Linked DNA regions of Mus musculus: region 1 is linked to region 2. A link is a contact called in public promoter capture Hi-C data. All regions are on one chromosome and are shown on one strand. The core of a region is the stretch at or near the end of the contact, and the rest is flanking DNA. Distances in the headings are between cores, read along the strand shown.

Region 1 (6,760 bases), core at 3,358-5,857, 200 kb after region 2:
TAGGTGTGTCTATAACCCTCTTTCCCCTTTTCTTCCTAAGTTTCCATTACCATAGAACAAATACACATCACAAGCAAGAGCAGACCAACACAGAGCAGTGAAGCTCAGCTGCCACTGAGTTCTGTTTGTCCCAGAACGGTCTTGTGTGGAGCCAATAAATGGAATTTATGGAATATGACACTATGCTACAAAAACCTCGCCTTTGAGAACATGTCATGTTATTAATGACAGCAAACTCGAATGTCTCAGATCACAAAGAACATTCACTCAGCAAAAGACAGGTCTAAGAGCCCATCTCAGACCTCTAAGAAGTCTTGATGTGTTCAGTGTTTAACTTCCTAAAGCACTGAAGTTTCACAATGCAACACATTTCTAATACAGATGTTTTGTTTACTTTCATAACAGTAAAATCAGAAAATACTGCAAGATAACTAAGAGAATATAATCAGAAAATAGTATACTAACATGTCAAAAACACTGAAGAGTCAGAGTGGATGTAGATTGAAACTTTGAGAAGTTTGTTATAAACTCATAATTTTACTTATTTGATTCAATAGAACCAAAACTAGAGTTTGTAGAAAGAGTGGGGACACTAACGTATCTTCCTTCCTCTTGTGTTTCCTTTTACTTTGGTTTTATATGGGGGCCGGTGTGTCAGAGCCTCACTAAGTAGCCTCTGCTTCCAAGTGCTAGGAAGACAGGCTTGTACCTCCCCTTGTCTCTCCTCTCAATGCCTCCCTTTGCAGGAAGAACCAGGACTTGAGTTTACAGATGCAAGCGCTTATAGCAACCACTTACAAATTCTGTAGTGAAAAGTATTTAGATTTTACTCAGCCATTTGAATCCTTGCTATGATCCACCCCCCACCCACCCCACCCCCACGCTGCAGTATAATAAAGGCGTCAACAGAATAGATTCCAGTAGTGTTTTTATGGAGAGGTGCACAGAACAGCACTCCCCACTCTGAGGCTAAGCAAATAATGACCGTCTGCTTCCTCTTCTATAAACAAAAGGAAATAAATCTTAAAAGCATCTGCCCTGCCTGTGTCAGACTGAGTAAGATGAAAAACAATTGGGTACACATATGTCTAAGTTACTTGAGAAACAATAAAAGATCATTTTATAAACCTTCCTATTAAAAATCATTTCCCATTCTTCAGAGCTTGATCAGTATGCACCAGTTATCAATAAAGTAGAAAATATTTATACAATAGGTAATTTATGTACATGTTAAATATTTGTCTTGAAAGAGTAAAAAATTAAGAAAAGAAAGCAAAGACAATTTTCTGTTCTTTCCAGATCATAATTCTAATTTCATTTTTCTCTTTCATTAACTGTGCCAAGATTTATAAAAGACACTGAATTCTACCATTCCACTCTGACAACTTAGTTGGAAAGTCAGTACAGAATCAGTCTTGGTTGAGTGTTTTGTTTCATGTGTTTCTCTCTGTGTGTGTGTGTGTGTGTGTGTTTCTGTGTGTGTGTGTGTGTGTGTGTGTGTGTGTGTGTGTGTGTGTGTGCTGTGACACAGGCCCAACCAGAGGACAAGCCTGGGTGTCTGCCCTCATTCCTCAGCTTGTCTCCCCAACCAGCACTGAGATGGCAGCCGGTGCTACTGCACATGGTGTTTGCTTGGGTTCGAGGGATTTGAAGTAAGGTTCTCACCATGCACACCAAGTGCTTTACCCACTGTGCCATCTCTCCCAAGCACAGAATGTTTTCCTAATGTGGCCCTAACATAGCATTTCTCCAGTAAAGAGAGTTCACAATTTGATACTGATGTTCCTGTGTGAACTGAAAATGAGTAGGGTTGGGAGGTAGTAATAGTGTGTCATCGAAATCCTAAATAAAAATCTCAGCAAAAACAATCCTGAGGGGAAAAACTTGAAATATTTATAGAAATGTCACTACTAAATAATAGACTAGAAAATCCTTCTAATAACCTTCTCTTTCTGTTTTTTTAAAATTAAATGTTCTTGTGACACACCTGATTAGGATTTATTTAAAGAGTTTCATTTATGTAATTAACAATTAATGATACTTAAAATTCACTATACTTATGTTGCACCTTGGAAGTATTGAGATAACTGACCTCTTTCTAATTTCACCATAATCTGAGAGAATTGAGCTGTAATCAGAAATAAGGTAGCTCAGAACTCACTCAGATATAAGTAAGACAGGGTCAGAACGCAGGTAATCAAGGCAGCACTGGGTGCTGAGAAGACAGAGAAAGGCAGAGAAGCCACAGGGCTGGAGCTGCGTGAGACACAGCAGTTACTGGTGATGGAAGCCGTGGACTACGCTGCCTATGGTGTAGAGAACCCGGGTGTAGTCAGTCCTTCAGCCAGCCCTTCTGACGTGGCCCCACGTGCACTCTGTACTTTGTTCCCATTGGTTAAAAGGCAGGAAGACCTCATATAAGCACGTGACTGCCTTCTCGGCAATCCGCATACTTTTTAATTGGCATACTTTTATTTAATTACTGCATAATTTGTTTTTTGAGACAGAGTTACCCTATGCAGCCCTGGCTGTCCTAGAACTCTGTCTGTAGGGGAGACTGGCCTCAGACGCAGAGCCTGCCTCTGCCTACTGAGCACTGAGATTAAAGGCGGGCACCACCACAGCCAGCAATGGTCAGCTATATTTTGAGAAATATTTATGAAATGGTAGGACTACTGCAGAAACCAAATGGAACCCTTAAATATTTATTTTCTCTTTAAAATAGTTCTTTTACTTTTTTTACAATAAAATTTCTCGCTACGGAGCTCAGTTCAACAAACAGAACACTCATGTATTCAGACACTGATATTTATTCTGTTTTTCCTTGGGCTGACTTGTAATTCATGGTAGTGACCCACAAGGAAGAGATGCAAATCTAGAAAGTCATTTTAATAGGAAAAATTAACCTCTGTTGAACTTTGAACACATAAAACAATTCAGAGAATTATTGCATTTTAAAAATTATTTGAAGAAAAGGATTTCAACTGGGACAGCTCTAATAAAAAGGCATACATAAAAAGGACCACAGATAAATGTTTCCTCACATGTTTCTTTTGTATTATCTAATATGTTTAAAATTAGACTTTAAAAAGGAAGAATAATAACAAAGAATGTTGGTCAACATTAACAAAATGCCTGATTTTAAAAGAAGTTCAGGGGGCTAACGAGATGGTCCAGCAGTTATGAGCACTGTCTGTTCTTCTAGAGGTCTTGAGTTCAACTCCCAACAACCACATGGAAGCTCACAACCATCTATGCTGGGATTTGAAGCCCTTTTCTGGCATGCAGGTGTACATACAGATTGAGCACTCATTTACATAAAATAAATAAATAAATCTGTAAAAGAGGTTCAATTAAGAAATACCATTTAAAACTGGCTTGGTTAATCCCTCAAACAATCTTTCCTTTAAATTTCTTTAACTTAAATAGACTTTTAACATATCTGACTACAGTTTCTTTGCTTATCTTTGCTAAGGGGGCGGGGGGGAAGTGACCTCAGATACCAGGGGTGCCTAAGTTCACTAAACACATGCATTTAATCCTTGACTCTTAAATTATTTTTTTTAAAAAAATACTTGTTTATTTGTGTGGGTGAATGCCCATGAGTGCATGTGTGCATAGGTGCTTGCCTTCATTTTTGTTCATGCAGCGCCTCTCTTGTATCTGCCAGCACATTGAGTACTCCAGACTAGCTGGCCCATGAGCTTCAGTGATTCTCCTGCCTCTGCCTGGCATCTCACTGTGGAGTACTGGGATTATAGATGCATAACCCTGAATCTGGTTTATGTGGGTTTGTGAGCTAGAGAATCCAACCTGAGACATCATGTTTACACAGCTAGAACATTTACTGTCTGAGCCACCTCTCCAACACCTCTTAAATAACTTAGGGGTTATTAAACTACATTTCAGATTTTAAACTAAAACATTAGTAATCATTTTAAGGAGGCTCACGAGTAGTCATTCCACCAGCAATCACATTTAGGACCCTGTTCTTCCGAGTGTTTATGTGATCTGGACTTTCCTGTTTCCTTGAGAAGAATGGAAATGTCATTATGCCGAGGGGAAGACCTGCTGCAGGTTGCAGAGCACTGTCCCCTAAGGGACACAGCGCAACACTGGTGTAGGCTCACAGGAAGCTTCTTCTTGCTTTCATATCGTCTGAGGAGGAGTCATCAACTATATTCTTTCAAGAATATATTACACATAGTCACCTGTCACTGAGTGAATAGCTACTTCAAAAATCCAAGGAAAGGAGGCCTGTGCAGTAACTTGCCCTGTGTTACTCAAACTATAGGGTGAATATTCTCTAATATGCATACAATACTCTTAAGATCACATAATAAAATAATCCTCTCAGATGTAAAATAGACAATTGGCTTTCTCTTACCCAATTTCCTTTTAAGACACTATTTCTAGACTCGGTCTGTTAAAGCTTAATGTTTGACAACTGCGTTTACTTTAATTGTAACTGAGACTAATGATAGTTTCTCATCTTCCTTTTAAATTTACCCCACTGTAGTCAGATTCATAACCTCAGCAAGCCATGCTGAAATCCTGGTGCCATTGTTCATGGTATTTGTCATAGTTAATAATTATTAACTACAACCACGAGCCAAGCTTGAAGTGGACATTGTGCCCCTCCCCCCACCTCCTGGGCACTTTGGGTAAAGGTTAGGCAGTATTGTAATGTTTTATTAACTAGAAATTTCATATGTGCATACAATGCATTTTGAGGAAATCAACCCCCCATCACATCCTAATCCCTCCAGTATCTTAGTTTTTAAGGAGGAAGTTAACTAGAATAATGAACAATTTCTCCCCATGTCAATGGTGAAGGATACATAGCTGGGCCTATGAGCAGCTCTTTTTGCATATGTTTCTTTCTTACTTTATGTCACTATGTAATATATGACTGACTCAGGTATCACATACATGAGTGCATACATTTCATCCTGGGTGTAGTACCAAACATCTTCTTGATTCTAACTGTAAAAGTAATACCTGGTTCTCATGGTGTGTGAGAGCTTGGAGATCATACATCTTAAGTACCTGACCTGTAGAGACACCAAGTAAAAAAATCAATTGTCAGTGCTGTCACTCTCTGCCAGGCTGGGCCTAGTGCATGCTATACCTTTCTACATGGTTATGCAGTGGGACGATCTATAAATATGTTATGGAACAATAGTTTTGTATGTCAGAGTCTAACTCCACCCAGCCCTGCCCCATAAACACTAAATATAAAAGGTATATTTGAAACCTGCAAGGGGTAGATCTGATCCCTGGTGAGAAGAAAGAATGAAGGAGAATTGTACACCTAGAGCCAGCAGCTTTCCCAATTGTGCAAATAGCTCTCTTTTATTATCAAATACAGTGATGGATGACATTAAAAGCTCTAATACTATTTTGTAGGTGAGATTCACCACATGATATTAGGTGTGGGCACAGTTCAAAAGTCCTACCCTATTATTTTTCTAAAAGGAGTAATTCAAATTCTAACTTGAAACAAAAATTTACCAAAATTCTGCTAATGAGGACCTTAAATGGAGCTAACTTTAATTTTTATTTTCTTTTCAAGAGAAGAAAATGCAGTCATTGATTTTGAAAATGAGGCAAGGCTAAGGAGATGACTCAATCAGTGGAAGATTTGTAATTCAGGCATAAGGATCAGAATTAATCCCCACGTTAAAGAGCTGGTTCGGGTTGGTGGCACTCACTCGTAAAACCAATACTGAGTGTAGGGCAGAAAGAAGATGATCCCTGGGCCTTGCTGGCCAAAAAGTCTCTCCAAATCAGTGAGTTCCACGTACAATGAGAGACCCCGACTCAAAGATAAGCATGAGATCAAGAACACCTGGTGATGACCTCAAACACTAACTCACATACACAAGAGTACATAAACATATATACATTTAGTGCGGCTTAGCTTGACTGTCCACTTAATGGAAGCTAGAATCACCTGGGAAGAGAGTTGGACTGAGAATTAACTAGATTATGTTGGCCTGAGAGTGTGTCTATGAAAGATTGTCTTCACTGTTAATGAGAGAAGACATGCCCAGTGTGGACAGTACCATTGCATGGGCTGAGTCCTAGGCTCCACAAGAACAGAGGAAGCTAACAAATAAGCAGGCAAGAGTGTGTTGGTTCTCTCTTGGCTCTTGACTGTGGATACCAAGCAACTAACTGCTAATGTTCCTGCTTTGGCTTCCCTGAGGTGGTGGACTGAAGTTGGAACTGTAAGCTGAGCAAACCCTTTGTTGGTATGTTTGTCACAGCAACAGAAAGGAGACTGAAATGTATAGAGTTCTGGCTCTTCCAACAGTTCTGGTGACCTGACAGAGTAATATTACCTCTCCCAGACCAAGTGTTCAGTAGCTAGGACTCCCCTGGCAGACTTCTGCCCTTGGGGTGTCCACACCCTGATACATACAGGATGGGGAAGGGTAAAGCGAAGTCTGGAAATGTGGGTCAGCAGGATCTCAGTCCTTCAGTGAATGGGCGGCATGGGGGATAGGGGAGGTGTGGGGGTGTCAGGGGTGTGGGACAAGGGAGGTGGGGGTTAGGGGGTTCGGAGGTGGAGGAGGTAAAGGGGATGGGGTGATCTCCTCTGAAGACTTCAGTGCTTAGAAAACATCTCATACACTTTATTTGGGGTAAATCAAGGGCTATATACTTGAACCCGGGAGCATTTGAAGGGGTTCTACTTAGGGTGAACTTTCATTGGCTGAGGTTTCAAGTACCTCATTTGCATGGAGAGGCATTC
Region 2 (7,099 bases), core at 625-3,124:
GGCTGCTCCGTGCCATTCTAACCTAGATTTTGCAAGGAGCTTCGATCCAGGGCAAAACCAGCTCTCCCTAAAGGAGATAAAAACTTAGTAAAAAGAGCCCGGTCCATTTCTTTAATAATGAATACCCACACTGGCTGAGTTGCAGCCACTGCTGCTTGGCGAGCCCGGGCCGCCGGGTCCGGAACTCCCCTAGCTCCAGCTCGCCACCCGCGCGCGGCCCCGGGCGTGATCGATGCTGAGAGTGCTCTCCCAGCGCGCGTGACAGCTACCCTCCCGGGAAAGTTGGGACACTCGGCGGGGGATTCATGTGTGTAGGGGCTCCAGGGCCAGCTCTACGCTGGCGACTGATGGGCACTGGAGTCCCAACCAGCTTGTCGTCTCCGCTGCAGTTTCTTTTGCCTCTGGGGAGTGTCCTGCTGGAGTGACTGAGACTTCCAGTCTCCTTGGGCTTGGGATCCGGGATCCTGAGGTTTAACTAACTGTAAGGAAAGGAGGGGCCTTTGGGCACAAGATGCCCTCCTCCTTCTGGGGCTTCAGCTCCTGGCGAGTGAGGGTGAGCCTGAAGCTGCACAGCTGCCGCCGGCGGCCTGCGGGTCGCCAAGGGCCAGGGGACCAGATTTAGGTGTGTATATCACTGGTGCTGACTCCCAGCCAGCAGGGGAGTCCAAAGACGAGCCTCAAACCAGTCTAAAAGTCCTTAGAAATTAAAGTTAAGGAGTCCATCTTTCGGCTTAGCAAGTGCAGTGCTTGGGTGGATGGGAGGGAAATCAGGGTTGGGCGAAGGAAAGGGGTCGAAATTTCTTCGCGCAGACAAACGATCCTTAAAAAATAGTTTTAGTGTCTCCCCTCATCCAGTATACCTGCCCCAATTATGTGCACCCCTTTCACACATTATAAAGTGAATATCCTCGAGATAGTAAGCTTTCTTGCATATTGAACTAGTGGAAAAATCCAGGACTAAAGTAGTATAAGTACAGTAACAAAATTATCAGGCGCCTCAGCTCTTGACCCTGGCACTTTTTTTTTTTTTTTTGGCAGGGGGTGGGGTGGAAGGAAGGCTGTGTTTAAAGGGGTTTGGCTGCACTGAAAGCACCCGCTTTTCCTGCGTGGTTAACACAAGGAAACTGAAATCGAGTGGGAACGAGATCCTCTGTCTCTCCGACAGCGGAGATTAAGGCTGCTCGGCGGGAAGGTAACTCTGAGAACGGGAGGGGGCGGGAGCAGAGCTTCAGGGGTCCCGGGGACACCCACCCGAGCAGTCCTAGGCCTGAGGACGCTGTGGGAGGCGCCGGGTGTGCACCGCTGTGGCTCACCTGGCGCTGCAGGTGGAGAGAGCAAGGGCTCACCATCTAGGCTGCTCTAGCGTCACCATGCTTTCCCCTTCTCTCCAGATTGCTGTGGTCGCCAGGGAGGGTGGGGGGGGGGCGACAGTTGTGTAGGTGAGAAGTTTGGGGCGAAGGAGCAGAGTGGGCTAAAGGGTAGCGTGTGCAGGGGTTGCCCGGTCGGGGCCACCTCCGGGAACCAGGAGAACTCGCCGCCTCTGCGGCTTTAAGGAAGCTGCGGAGTCCAGGCTGTGTCGCAGCAACTTTGTATCAGTCATGTCGCCCGCCTGGTGACTGACAGCCCCTGTTGCCCAATGAGAAGCGCGCCTGGCCCGCACAGCGTGGAGCCTTGTTTCCCCCTTGGCCAATGGAAATGGCTCCAGCGGGCGGGACAGCGACCTGAACTTTCTGGACATGTGACCCGGTTTAAAAGGGCCGGCTTTCCACTCCCCCCTCGGGGCTTTCGCCCGCCCCCTCCTCTTGGCCCGCCCCGGCCCTGCCCCTGACCCCTCCCCTCAGCTCCTGCGCACCCGGGGTGTCATTGGGCCCGGGAGAAGAGAGCCAACTTCAGGCTGCTCAGAGGAAGCTTGTGCAAGTCACCTGGGCGCCAAGCGCTGCTGTCTTGGGCTCTCCCGCTGCAGGGAGAGCGGCACTTGCTGGCCTGGATGTGGTTGGATGTAGGGGGGCTCCGCAGCAGGGGTGTCGTGGAGGTGGCAAGCACTGCAACAGGTAGACGGCGAGAGGACGACCCTGGCCAAGGCAGGTGTGTAGGGGTGCGCAGTGGGGCGTCTCTGGTCCAGCCCGGTGTGCGACTGTGGCAAGGGTGGCTTGCACTTTGCAGGGAGAAGCCGCTGCGTAATCCGGAGGCACAGTCAGTATGGTTCTGTGTGCTTGTTGTTTTGTTTTGGTTTTTCATCCCCCACACCCTCCCCACCCCCACCCCCCCCCACCCCCGGCTGGCTGAGGACTATTTTGGGAAAGTTTGGCCACTTTGGATAAATGCCCTCTAAAGAGCGGCTTTTAACCGCCTTTGGCAGTGGGCGGTCTACCACCCTCCCCTTTCCCCAAAAATGAATTTCAGATCGTTTGGCTCTTGCAAATTTTAAAGGACGTTTGAATAATGTTTCTTTCATCTATCAATTGCGGAAGCTCCCCAGTCTGAGTGGGAGGTGTAGCCGATAAGGGCAGTTGAAGGAGCTAGATCACCATAGATCTTGTATGAACGAGGTCTGGAAAATCTTGCGTTCCCAGTTCCTTTATATTTGGGGAAACTCTAGGGGATTCTTAGGACAGGGACAGACAAGGGATGAAGCTACTTTGGGTGGCATCCTTTTCCAGATGGGTTTTAGGTACATGACTTTTCCTGCTGAATTTTTAAAAGACGAGGTTTAAATCATAATGCTTCATCATACCATCTGCTTTATTTATTTATCATATCGTAGTTCGGAAAACTTTTGCTAGCAGAAGAGTTATTAAAGCCGCTGAGTTTTAAAGACACCAAGCTGCATCTTAACATCGCGGGTCTTCACTCTGTAGGTACTGTTATTGGTGATATTTACATAGTAGTGATAACAGCATTCTCCATCTATGTAGTCCTCCCTTGGAGCTTTAATTCCACGTTTGACATCATGGCATGCTACCTACCATTTGTGTCATGAAATACTTTCGGGAGTTTAGGAGAGACTAAAGCTAAAGCAAAGCTTTTTCTTTTATGGAAAGCTTTTTCCTTAAAGGAAGAGGGCAGGTGAGAGGAGAGAGAGAGAGAGAGAGAGAGAGAGAGAGAGAGAGAGAGAGAGAGAGAGAGAGAGAGCAAGCTGATGCGGCTCATTGGGTCAAGCCAGTGAGCAGAACTCATGTGTGCTTGGCTCTAACTGGTTCTCCCACTCTCTTAGGTGACCTTGGCAGGTTTATCCTTCATCTATAAGAGGGGAAGGTAACAGTCTTGAAGAGCAGAGCAACTCAAACTAGTTTCCTGAAGTTATCTGCCTTCTAAAGCAGCCCTCAAGGATGGGTCTCTACTGTACCACTCCAGGACAGTAACATAACTGGGGAGAAGGGGGAAGATGCCATTAAGAAGCAGATATGTTTTGAGCAGCATTAAAAGTGAAAGTTTCCAGAAAAGATACAAATTCCCAAGAATCTCTAATAATTCCTGGGGGGAAAAAAAGAAACTACTTTGTTATGGAATAGGGCAATTTAACAGACTATGAAACAAAGTTTTAAACTGTTTCCTTTGTGCTAATAGTATTTAAGGAAATATATTATACATAATATATTTAATTTAATTTATGCATATATATACATAATTCTGAGCTCTAGAGAGATTTGTATACCTAGCATATGGCTCATTTAGGACAATAGTGGCAAGTGCCCCTCAGGATATTAGTGAGTCCTTTGCACACATACATGTAAACATGAGCACGTGTATGTGTATACACACACACACACACACACACACACACACACACACACACACACGTAAAGCCTGTTGGTGCTTTCCCTTATCTATGTGGATATTTTTGTGTTCCTTTTGCATGGAAATAAAGGTCCGCAATGGCCCAAGCGTCTCTGCTACAGTGTTTCTGGGAAGCTTAGAGGCCTGCTTTTCCCTAAGCTAGGTACTCATGGAACTCCCTGCTTTATTTTATACTTAGATAACAAAAACCTTTCCCTTTACCCTCAGGATAAAGTTTTATGAGGATCATACTCATCAAGCTGTATTTTTAGTATTCATTGGTAAGTTCAGGTTGACTGAAGTACTCTTCAAAGCCATGATCATTGTGTCAATTCTAAAATGTCAACCCCAGTTTCCTGGACAACACAGGAAATAAATTTCTAACCTAACTCATTTGTTTATTAAAAAAAATACTAAAATAATAACCGAGGAGAAGTCACCATAAAATATTTCAGTAATCCTATTTTAAAAGCATCTGCTCTTTACAACAGTGTTTACAGGGAAATCGTTCACGTGCCAGTTGTTGCCCACCCTTCTGGGTTGGTTGCCAACCATCTCTGTTTCCTTTGAGAGGTAGGTGAGGAGACAGATGACGATACCTTGAACAAAGCCAATTTAGATTCTAGCAAAGCGTCTGGCAAACTCTTCACCATATTCCTGTCCATAATTCTGTGAAATGCAGTTGCCTTTAGGAGAATGTTTTGGGAGTCCAGGGTTTGGAGAACCAGGACTTCAGAAGTTGATATCAGCTGTCTGATGTTAGCTGATAAGCTGCTTCCCTGTAGAGAAACTGTGGCTGGTGCCCACAGCTTCCAGGAAGGATTCTACTGTGAGCTTTAAGGAGATTTATAGACCTGGCATATGACTCATTTAGACAATAGTGACAAGAGCCCACTCGGGATATTAGTAGGTCCTCTCAACAACAACAACATGTACAGAGGTAAATTATTTTAGGGGTGCTGGATTAAAAGCACACTACTTTCTCCATTTTAAAATCTTCCAGGGCTTTTGAAATCCAGATTTTCATTGTGAGACCTCATAGAAAGCAGTGTTCACCTATCCCAGAAGAGAGTTGGGCTGGTGAAGTTCTGGAGAAGGGTCTATGTGAGTCCCCTTCAGACTCAGGGCAGACATCCCTGTTGCTTAGGATGGAGGGGAGGTTGAAGGCTACAGCTAGGAGAGTTGGAGGAGGTTCCTTGGGAAGCCTTCTAATGAGGAAACAAAGGGGCAACTTCCCTTGAAGGCCTTTGGGGAGCTCATGGTACAGGAGAGGCATATGAGTTTGGTGATGTAGAGTAGGATGCATATACACGAGTTCTCTTCTGAGCACACACATAGTTCTTGTGAAGGTTAATAGATTTGAACCAAAAACACATATATCTCAGCTGTATACATCAATCTTTGGGAGGGAAAGAACAGAATAGTCTCTGTACAAACAAGCAGCATGTAAAAATATTCACCCCATCTTCAAATTTATTGCTCTGACTAAATGAGTCTTCAGAAGAGTAAAAAATGCCCACTATTAGCAATGATTTGGGTCCTAGTTCATGTATGTGTGTGTGTATGTGTGTGCGTGTGTATGTGTGTGTGTGTGTGTGTGTGTGTGTGTTTCAACTTTTACTGGGTTTTTGTCCATATTTACCTTTTTTGGCTGAAATTGCCAGATTACTACCTCAATCTTTCTGATTTGATTTATTTTCTACTTTTTAGAAATTGATTTTTGATTAAGAATTAATAGAATAATGTTCTTTAAGTGAAAGCATACTACATAATTGGTAGGTTTTTAAGGTTCACAAATGGAGTATTGATTATAGTATAATAGTTAAACATTTTATTTGCATTTTACTGTCCATCTGGGACACAGTGGTAAAACTGATAGTTTCTAACTACTCATAATTTAAAATCTACTGTAGAATACAGAGAAGTCAGGGGCAATTGTGATACTCTGGCAATTTGTGCCTTACATTTCATTATAGAGGTTTGTGATGTGTAGTATCAATTATTTCGTTAAGTCCTTATATTATTTTGTAATGTTAATTTAAATTCTGTAGTAAAGGACTTCCTGGTCTTTTTTTTTTTTTTTTTTTTTTTAATAATCAGAGGGTTGGGGAGAAGGGGCTGGAGGTAAAGCAGAGAAAGGCTAGAAGGCCTGTAGTAGGCTTCATAGATAAAGAACTATAAACTTGGCAGGACATATAGATTTGAAAATATACGCAGGTGTGATTTTTAATACTAAGATGTACAGATAAGATATTTCTGGGCTGAATTAATTTTTCTACTGTGATCTGTTTTCTTTAGAGCAGTTGTCCAGGGATGATTTTGTTCTCTAGGTAATCTGCAGACTTTTTTTTTTTTTTTAGGGTGGTACTCTCAGCATCTCAGCATCTCAAGGTAGGAGACAGAGATCCTACTTAACATATTCCAGTGCATAGGGCAGCCTCCTCAATAAAATTATCTGCCTGCACGTGTCCTTAAGATCCAGGTTGAGAAACGCTGGTAAACAGAGAGAGCTGAGGTCAAATTCCAGCTCTTGCACATAGCTGTGTGGTCAGTGCAGCAGTCTCTCGCTTACATTGTTTCTTCACAGATTTTTGCTTTTGTGTATAGGTTTGTTTGTAAGGTTAAATAATATATCAAAAAGGCTTGTAATAGTGTGCTGAATTATATAGCATACAATAATTATGTGTACATAGTCTATTGTATCTGTTCATGAGCTAAATTTATCCATTAGAGCAGATGGAAATGAATGTATATTGACAGCATTCCCATGGGCTCCTTGAAAATGGAAATTAGGCCTGGTTGGGTTTTTTTGGTTGTTATTTTGTTTTTGTTTTTGTTTTTTTTTCACTTGTTGTCTTATTGGTTTTAGGGGGGTTGTTTTACTACAGATTCATGTAGCAAGTGCTAAGGACACATTTCTGAGTCAACACTTAAATGATCAGGGAGCCCTTCATCAGCTTCCTCCATTCGTGGTTGAGAGTAAAATGTTGGACAACTCGAACAGAGGTGTAGCTAGGCCAGGGAGCTTGTTAAAATTGTTTACTGACTAGAAAGAGCCAAATGCTGCTGGCCTATCTGGCAACAGCTCTGATCCATCCTCCAAGTCAGTTTATATATACTCATACTTTACAGAATTAAATTGACATTAAATTCTCATTAATATAAGAAATTATGTATATGTATATATATATATTAAAATATATAAAATTAAGAAAGTCTAACATTCTTAAAAAACAGTTGTTCAGTGACTTTTCCTATGACTATTCCTTTGGGAAGCACATATTTGGAAACACAACTTTAATTGCATTTTCATATCATTTAT

The links. Promoter capture Hi-C pulls out the DNA fragments that hold promoters and counts their contacts.
Region 1: a promoter capture Hi-C map of liver shows a contact between it and region 2. The contact joins the enhancer-like site here to the promoter of Nr3c2 in region 2. A contact is called at or near these places in 2 of 39 promoter capture datasets (hippocampal neurons and liver), 3 of 484 Hi-C or Micro-C datasets (cortical neurons, pancreatic cancer cells and peritoneal macrophages), 1 of 115 datasets of contacts at active chromatin or transcription factors (fetal liver) and 1 of 9 other capture datasets (adipose tissue).

The regions. Positions count from the first base shown.
Region 1 is chr8:77,095,949-77,102,708 of GRCm38.p6, forward strand. All of the region lies in intron 3 of Nr3c2 (nuclear receptor subfamily 3, group C, member 2), which reads left to right. Among named protein-coding and RNA genes, the nearest start is that of Gm24838, 47 kb to the right of the region's middle. Within about 2 kb of position 4,608, at least 6 of the 459 cell types and tissues checked have an H3K27ac peak or open chromatin away from gene starts, as enhancers often do. A contact at or near this core is called in liver and pancreatic cancer cells, where this site is marked.
Region 2 is chr8:76,900,456-76,907,554 of GRCm38.p6, forward strand. It overlaps Nr3c2 (nuclear receptor subfamily 3, group C, member 2), which reads left to right and starts at 1,875. Exons shown (of 9, transcript NM_001083906.2): 1 at 1,875-2,085. Gm10649 (predicted gene 10649) reads right to left here and starts at 166. Exons shown (of 2, transcript NR_028579.2): 1 at 1-166.